2 separate regions of the Sus scrofa genome follow, and region 1 is linked to region 2. Evidence: chromatin contacts called from public promoter capture Hi-C data. All regions are on one chromosome and are shown on one strand. The core of a region is the stretch at or near the end of the contact, and the rest is flanking DNA. Distances in the headings are between cores, read along the strand shown.

Region 1 (4,578 bases), core at 1,504-4,003, 130 kb before region 2:
AACCCACACCACAGCAGTACACTGTAGTGATAATGCTGGACCCTTAATCTCTAAACCACCAGGGAACTCCCAAATTTAAGGATTAAAATGGAAAACAAACCAAAACCAAATAGGTGTGTCTAAAAACCAATGAACTCAATCTCTTATAACACCTTACATTTATTTAGCAATCAGTTGTAACATATGCTACAGAGACATACTGAATCTGATGCATAGATGAAAAAACTAAGGTTTAGAGCTCCCTTTGCAGCTTAAGAGTGTTAAGAACCCAACTAGTATCCACAAGGATGCAGGTTCAATCCATGGCCTCGCTCAGTGGGTTAAGGATCCAGTGTTGCCGCAAGCTGTGGTATCGGTCTCGGATGAGGCGCAGATCTGGTGCTGCTGTGTCTGTGGTGTAGGCCAGCAGCTGCAGCTCTGATTCGACCTCCAGCCTGAGATCTTCCATACGCCACAGGCTTGGCCCTCAAAGGACCAAAAAAACAAGAAACAAACTAAGGTTTTGTGAACTGCCCAGTCATATACCTCAAAAGGAGGAGCTGACCTTGATCAGAAATCTTCTGACTCTTGGAGTTCTTGTCATGGCTCAGTGGTTAACTAATCTGACTAGGAACCATGAGGTTGTGGGTTCGATCCCTGGCCTCACTCAGTGGGTTAAGGATCCGGCGTTGCCATGAGCCCTGGTATAGGTTGCAGACTCGTCTCGGATGCCGCGTTGCTGTGGCTCTGGTGTAGGCCAGTGGCTACAGCTCCCATTCGACCCCTAGCCTGGGAACCTCCACATGCCATGGGAGTGGCCCAAGAAATGGCAAAAAGACAAAAAAATAAATAAAAAGAAATCTTCTGACCCTTAGTCTAGGTTACCTCTCATGTAGTTTATAACTTAACCTCAAAAGAAACTTCAAAAAGAGAAGCACACAGCATACCAAGATATCTACTTTTAAATATATACTTATCTGGAGAATTAATGTTCTGATAGGTTTATCAAATGAATCAGTCCCATTAGTCACACCTTATTGTGTGGCTTACAGATATTCGGTAACAGTATATGCTTCAATATATCCGTAACCAGGCTGATTTTAATATATGCTACCCAGCCTATTGTGGGAAAATAGTTCTAAAAGTAAGTTTTTCATCTACTGACTGTTCCTTTCAGTCCTATTGGTTGGAATACAAATTTTCAAATCGTCGTAATGTTCTTCATTTTTTACAGTCTGCCTTTAACCCTCCAAATAAAATGCTTTCTGATTTCAAGAACTGCTCTTAACTGTTCAGTGGCTAGTAGAGAATAAGAATAACTTACCAAAAAGGAAAACCTTCAGATAAGTCAACAAGTGAACCCCTACCTATGGAATAAAGTTTTCAGACTTCAGAAACGAATGAATCTATTTAATCACACACATATATATAACACCAGCACACTTTGCAACTTGAAATCTCACTGGGTCTAATCTATCTTTCTAAATGTTCTAAAAATATTATGAGTTTTCTGGTTGGAAGTTTTCAAATTAAGTCCTAATTACTGGTCAAAGTCCATTCAATCCCATCCATTAAAACTTTGCTTTCCTCCAACCCTGCTCTGAAAAATTGCATTAGGGTTCCACAACCATGGCGCTGCATGGACCCTGTCATGCCACACAGTCAAGACCCACGTCAGCGCTTGGGTCCCACTGCTGCGGGGGCAAAGGAGAATGAAGAACCGCGGTTGGCCTGGATTGGGCATAATTCACCAAACGCTGAAGTTCCAGGGGTGATGGTAGCGCCATCTCCTGGGTCCGGTCACTGAGCTGGGCACAAGACAGCTTAATTAAGTACAGCAACAATGAAAAAGATAAAAACATTCCCCACGCTGTGTAACAAGCCAAGGCCACATTTCAAAACACGGACCTACAAGTAACCGACGGGCAGCATCTCTGCGAGGGCCGGTATCCTGATGCTGAAACCTCGTTTGTGGCCTCACTATATTCCTCTACCGCCGCCACGGAATGTGTGAGCAGTGACCAAACACGGAACGTGAAACTTCAGACACTGAGGAATAAATCTCAATTCCCTCATCTCTCTGAGTAGTGCCACTAGGGCCTGAAAACCGATCCCAAGTGTCCTCTGAGACTGTCCCTCCACAGTACGTGGGACTCTAAACATCAGCAATGTGGGAACCTGGAAAGGGATCAGTCACGGGGATCCTTGAAACAGTCTTTCATCGGTAGACACAGCCACGAGGCTGCCGATCCCTAATACAGTGCCAGTGGACAACAATTAAGTAGCGAACACTTCCAGATCAAAGAAAGCCAAAAAAAATTTATTTTAAAAGTTTGCCCCATTCTGCTCTTAACGCCATTTTCTGCCTCTGACGTAAGGGGGAGGGGCCGTGCGACAACGTCACGCATAGGTGACGTCGCGACGGGGGGACCGGTTTCGGGGTTTCTTACCAGTTCCGGGTCCCCGCAGGGGGACCCCGGTTCCTTCGGTTCCTCTGGGTGTGTCGGAGGGTGCTAAGTATGTCTCTCTTCCAGACACTCCGCAATAAAAGCACCACAGCAACCGGAGCTGCTCCACTTCCCGCAAAATGGCGGCAGCTCCACAGTCTTCCAGAACCTTCCCCGATCTGCGCAGGCGCGGAAACATTCAGGCGGCAGAACGAACCTCTCCGGTTTAGCGGCAACAGTCCAAAGTACAGATTTTCATTGGCTAAAATCCTAAGCAAGGGTGGAGCCAAGCTCAAAGGTCTCTTAGCAACCATCAAGTTCCCATTGATTGGCTAACCTTTCCAAGACTGGGGAAAAGCAGAAGCTTTAGACATCCGCCCATCGCTCTCATTGGTTAAATGGCTTGCGACAGGGCGGGGAAACCCGGCGCAGACGCGGCAAGGACTCGCCTGCCCAGCTCCCCCGCACTCCTGAAGCTAGGTCAACGCTGTGGGCGGAGCCAACGGGGAGGTACAGTGACGTCCTTGCCGGTCCCTATTCTATTTTGGCAAGACGGGGTCTCATTAAGCTTATCCAGGACGGCTTTATAGAGAGCAACTGCATTTGCTTCACGTGGGGAGGAATGCTGGGCTCCACATCCTCATTCTGTCTACATTCTCTCCTAGCCGCCGCCTTCTGTCCTCAGCGCTTGGACCTGATTAGTCGGTCAGATTAGTCTTCCACATTCTGCCTGGTCCTACAGCTCACATACCTTCAGTTCAAATCAGTGCCCCACACACCTCGAAACCACAAGAAAAGAGTTTCGCAAGTGACTCTTTGGGTGCAACAATACTCATCCCTCTAACCATAAAGAGAAGGAATTGTCCACACTCATGACCCAAGGGCTTCCAGAACCCTAAGACTTCAGCTGCCAGAAACGTAGCTGGTTAAAACATGGAGAGGGCCACGAAGTGAGAGGAATCATGTTGAGTCCTAATTTGGTATATTAACTTTATATCATTGTACCAATTTCAAATCCTTCCTCTGTAAATGTAGAACTGGATTATGTCTGAGGATTTCCAACTTTAACCCTGTGATTTTATTCAAACAAAATATGCGGCTTCTGGCTGCAGGAGTCTGGGTAACTTCCAGTATTTCTCCCAAGAAGTAACAAAGGAGCTGGCAGTGCAGCAGCTCAGGAAGGTGAAAGGGTGGCTGGCTTCACTCACTACCCCATCTTTCTTCATGGCAGCACCCTGCCCTGTCCCCAGACAAGAGCCTTATCACAGGTCCTAATGGATAAGACCGCACTGTAGCTGGACCTGGGAGTCCAAGAGTCACCACTAAGCTTCTTAAATAGGAAATAAAGCAAGGTCCCTTCGTGTCTTGGAAAAGAGCACAGGTCTGAATTTGTGTAAGTAAGGGGTGGAGAAACAGGCAGGGGGCAACAGGGTTGGAGCAGGAAAGGCCATAACTTCACTTTATTTGTATTTCCTCCTTACACAAAACCACCAAAACAGGAACAGAGATGGGCAGGGAAAAAGGCTGAAAATTTGTTCAATCCACATGTTCTCAGGGCTATTCCAGGGAGCACTTGAGGCTGAGTGCCTGTTGGAGCAGCCTCAGATCCAGCACAAACTCCTCATGCCTTAGCCAGAGGTCTTCACAGGTTGGCAGCGCAAGCCCTGCAATTCTCACCCTTTGCCCATGGCCTAAGGTAGGAAAGCTGACTGAAATGCTCCTCTCTGATGGGCAAGGCAAATCAGAACCCATGGTGTACTGCACCTTCTGTGCTACAGGAGTAGAACCTGAAGCTGCTTCTAAGGTTTTAGACACTTGCAGGCAGGGCTAGAGGCCAATGGTGTAGGAGCGGCCTGTGGGGTTGTGAATAGCAGAACAGACAGGTGCTGTCACAGCCCACTCATACCACACCTTCTTGGAATTGCTGCATCGCCAGAAACGGACACAGATGGTCTGGCCTTCACGCACTGTAATAGGCTGCTGTAAGAAGAAAGACAGGGGAGTTCAGGGTGGAGCTAATCAATTTTATGTGGCAATGTAGCTAGCTAGGTGTGGAGAGAAAATGATCAAACGTGATGTTCCAACCCTCATGAGGTTTATTTGAGGTCTATCAGAACAAATAATCAGAACAGAACAGACACTGAACAAATAA
Region 2 (4,008 bases), core at 461-2,960:
AGACAGGAGGCTAACCTTGCGGACAGTGAGGAGCCCATCTCGACCCTGGGAGTCTGTGCTGATGCTGAAGGCCTCGGACCCCTCCCCGTCCAGGATGCTGTATGCCATGAGGGCGTTGTCCCCCAGGTCTGGGTCCTGGGCCTGCAGCCGGCCCACCAGGGTGCCCGGCCCAGCGGTCTCCACCACGGAGAACTGGTACAGGCCTTGGGGAGGATGGAGGGAGACGATCTTAGAGAGGTCTCCAGCCCTCCTCCCTCTCCCGGCATGTCCTTCTCCCAGGCCTGGCTCGGGAGGGGTGGGAGGGCAGATTTCTCAAGAGGCTGCAAGGGGTGGGGTGCTTAAAAGATGGCTCAGGCGACAGCACTGGCCCCTTACTCTGCGGGAACTTGGGGGGGTTGTCGTTGACATCGCTGAGGGTGACCGTCACCGTAGTGCTGCCCGACAGCCCCCCCATGTGGCCACCCATGTCCTTGGCCTGAATCACCACCAAGAACTCCTCCTGCGTCTCACGGTCCATGTTGGGGATGGCGGTCCGCACCACTCCTAGGGAGAGATGATGGATCAGAGGGTGCCTGGTCCCAAGGCAGCCCCACCCGGCTCCTGAGCTCTAGCCTCACCAGTCTGGGGGTCCACAGAGAAGAAAGGTAGTCCATCCAGCACGGTGTACACCAGCTTGGCGCTGTTCCCGTAGCTGGGGTCATCAGCATCATGAGCAGTCACCTGGATCACTGAAGTCCCTGTGGGGGATCCCGGCACCCCACTCAGCAGGGGCAGAGCCAAGTAGGGAAGAACAGCAGACGATCAGGACCCAGACATGAGTGGGGCTGAACTGAGGGAGGTGGCTTCCGGGGCAGAAAGGGGTGGGGGAGGGAGAGGTGAGGGAGGGCGCTCTAGGAGGTGGGATCCACGATGTCCGGACTCGGGATACTCACCGACGTTGGACATCTCGGGCACTGTGGCGTGGTATGGCCCGAGGGGAAAGATGGGTGGATTGTCATTAATGTCTTGCACCTTGATGATGAACTCTGATGGGGGCTCCAGGGGGCGGTTGGAGGCTCGGTCCACAGCTTGGGCCAGTAGCACATACTGGGCCTTCTCCTCCCGGTCCAGGCTCTTGGTGACATGGATATTGCCTGTGGCCTCATCGATCACAAATACGGTGCCTGCCCCCTCTCCCGTCAGCAGGTACTTGGTGCGGCCCTCACCCCTGTCCACGTCCGAGTGCAGCTGTACGGGTCAGGGAAAGATGGCAGCGGGTTCCAAGCGCAGGGACAGAAAGTTAAAGAGTCTAAGTCTGGGCCTCGGTGGAGTGTTGGGAGTTCTGAGGGACCAAGGTCATTGCAGAAGTGAAGTTGCAGGGCAGAGCCTTGAGAGTCAGGGTAGACATGGGAGGCTTGATCCTTACCTTGCCAATAAGGACGGGCTCTGGTCCAGCATATTCCTCAATGACAAAGAATTGGTTCCACACCCAGCTCCTTCGGGTCCGAAGCAGTGCTGGTCCTGGGCCTCCCCGGGACCCTGCCCAAGCCCGGGCTGGGGCTGCCAGGCGCCCCATGCAGCCCCAGCCACCCAGCCAGGCCAGCAGGAGCCTCACCAGGCCCCACATGTTTGGGCACCAGCCAGGGCTCTGTTCACTGCCCCTGGGTGTTAAGGCATGAGCTGCCTGGGGCAGAGGGGCAGATGCTTTGGGACTACCCCATGGATCCACACCTGCAGGAGAGGTAGCTGTTCAGGGTCAAGGAAACCCTTAACCCTCCCCCCTCCAAAGTTAGATGCTCAAGATCAGACCTCCGAGGAACCAGAAACACCAGTGACCAGAAACCAGACTAAGACAGAAAGCAGTCTGATCTTTCCCTCCACCCAGGCTCTGCCTGTATTCACCTCCAGCCCTCCAAGCTGATAAATCTCCGGCCAGTCAAGTGAGTAGAGAAGCTTGGGGAGAAAATAGGAGAGGGTATGCTGGGAGGGCTGGGAACCTCAAATCTGGCTCCTGTTCTCCCAGGGTGGGCATGCAGCTGGGGGCTGGAGGAAATGGGGGCTACCAGGGAAAGGGCTTAAAATAAAGGGATCTGGACTCCTGGAGGTGTGATCTGAGGGTGCCTAGGGTCAGGGTGAGAGGACAAGGAGTGCAGCCTCAAACAGGGTTGAAAGCCTGTGAAAGTCCCTCCTCCACAGAGAACCCCGCCTCTCCAGAAACTGACCCTAACACACTGCTAGCTGAAGTCCTTGAAGGGAGACCTGGACTCATGAGGCATTGTAGGGGCCAGAGCTGGAAGAAGAGGGGTGGCAGAGGCCAGGAGACCGGGGAGGGGGAGCAGAGGCAGACCCAGAGGCTAGAGACACAGCGTGATTGAGGTTGAGACCAAGACTCAGGGACTGGCTGCAGAGACAGAGACAGAATGGCAGCAAGAGACAGAAGGAAAGAGACCCAAGGTGGCAGCCTGGGTGTCTGAAAAGCAGAGAGGAGTCATATGGGTACCAGGCTAGAGAATGGGTGGCTGAGAGGGCAGAGGGGCTTTCAGTATGTGTGATGGACAGGAAGGGGCAGCTTCAGCTGAGGGGGTTAGACCAGGCCACCCTGGAGGAGAACTTCATTCTGGGAGAGGGGGCAGCCAGGAGGGGCTGTGGGATGGAAGCTAGAGAGAGGACCCTTCCCACCACTGTCTTCTCCCTCTCCTCCTAGGGGGTCCCCCCAGGTGGCTGTGGCTGCGCCTCTCCTCCCCCAGAGCAGACACACACCTGACAGTCCTTTCCTTCCCGAGGGAAGAGGGAAGCCGGAGGCGAGCCGGCGACCGGAGAGGGAGGCGGGACGAGGAGGGAGAAGGAAAGGGAGAGAGGAGTGGGAAATAGGAGAGTGGGAAAGGGAAGGGGAGAGGAGAGAGAAGGAACAGGGGAAGGAAAGGAGAGCGGGAAAAGGAAGAGACGGGAAAGGAGAGAGAGGTGGAGGAAGAAAACAGCAAAGAGGAAGAGGAGATGGAGCAAGACAGGGTAAGAAGGAGAGAGAAGGGTTGGGGAGACAGAGGGAAGGGGCAGAGAAGGCAAACAGGCAGAGAGAAGGCTGGGTGAAGAGAGATCGAGGGAGAGGAAAATGGTTAAAAGAGGGAGAGAGGTGCGAGGGAAGAAGGGAAAGCTGGAGAGCGCGGGAGAAGGGAGCCGGCAGTGGGCTCCCAGCCGCGGAGCGCACCGCTCACCGCTCTGAAGATACCCGCAGGCTGCGGGCCCCCTGCTGCCCCTGCGCGAATTCCCGACCGCGGGCTCCGGAGCAGAAGCCCTTACCTGGCAGTGCCGAGGGGCCCAGCCCGGCGGGGACGGTCTCCGCCGGCCCCAGCCGCCGGGTCCCAGGGGGGCACAGCCCCGAGCCGATCCGAGCGGGCGCCGCGGCTCCGCTGCAGGTCTGAGCGGCCCCGGCTGAGAACAAGGGAGCGAGACGGAGGGGGCGGGGGAAGGAGGCTCCGCCTGCGGAGGAGCGAGGCGGCTCCGCGCCGCGCAGGAGAGGAGAGCCCAGCCTCCGACCCTCCCCTGCCCAGCCCGGGCCGCGCGGCGGGGGCGGGGGCGGGGGCGGCGTTGGTGCCCGCCCCCTCGGCGCTGCCGGCCGCCGGGCGCATACAGATGCGGCTCCCTTTTGGGCCGGGGTCCGCAGCGCCCGGAGGGGCAGGAGGGCAGAAGGGCGTCCAGGCCACGGCGCCAGGCCGTTTCCGAAGAGCTAGTGGGGAGGGCGCACCCAGGAACGCAAAGCGGCCCGCACGCCCCCAGTAGCCGGGTGAAGGGCGAGCGTGCGGCGAGGCGGGGAGTCGAGAGCCCACTGCGGAGGCCCTGCTCCCCGCTCCTTGTTCCCGGTCCGGCCTTGGGAGCTGCTGTACACCCCGGCCGTGAGGCGGTGGCATTTTGGGAGCCCGTGCAGGGCAGCATAGCGAGCCGACTGGGGACCCTAAGCGCGGCGTAAGGGTCCAGGGAGTCCTCGGGCTGGGCTCAGGGAACAGGTCAGGAATCAAGGCACAGCCTCGGCGG

Evidence for each region. Promoter capture Hi-C pulls out the DNA fragments that hold promoters and counts their contacts.
Region 1: a promoter capture Hi-C map of fetal liver shows a contact between it and region 2, with 2.2 times the contacts expected there. The contact joins the promoter of RBM23 here to the promoter of CDH24 in region 2. A contact is called at or near these places in 2 of 5 promoter capture datasets (fetal liver and fetal skeletal muscle), 3 of 47 Hi-C or Micro-C datasets (brain, heart right ventricle and liver) and 1 of 2 datasets of contacts at active chromatin or transcription factors (alveolar macrophages).

The regions. Positions count from the first base shown.
Region 1 is chr7:76,118,900-76,123,477 of Sscrofa11.1, reverse strand. RBM23 (probable RNA-binding protein 23) reads right to left here and starts at 2,753. Exons shown (of 14, transcript XM_021099252.1): 1 at 2,430-2,753. The coding sequence starts at 2,625. PRMT5 (protein arginine methyltransferase 5) reads right to left here. Exons shown (of 17, transcript NM_001160093.1): 17 at 3,861-4,406. The coding sequence ends at 4,254.
Region 2 is chr7:75,989,607-75,993,614 of Sscrofa11.1, reverse strand. CDH24 (cadherin 24) reads right to left here and starts at 1,710. Exons shown (of 12, transcript NM_001243615.2): 1 at 1,406-1,710; 2 at 933-1,227; 3 at 618-737; 4 at 376-543; 5 at 16-203. The coding sequence starts at 1,606.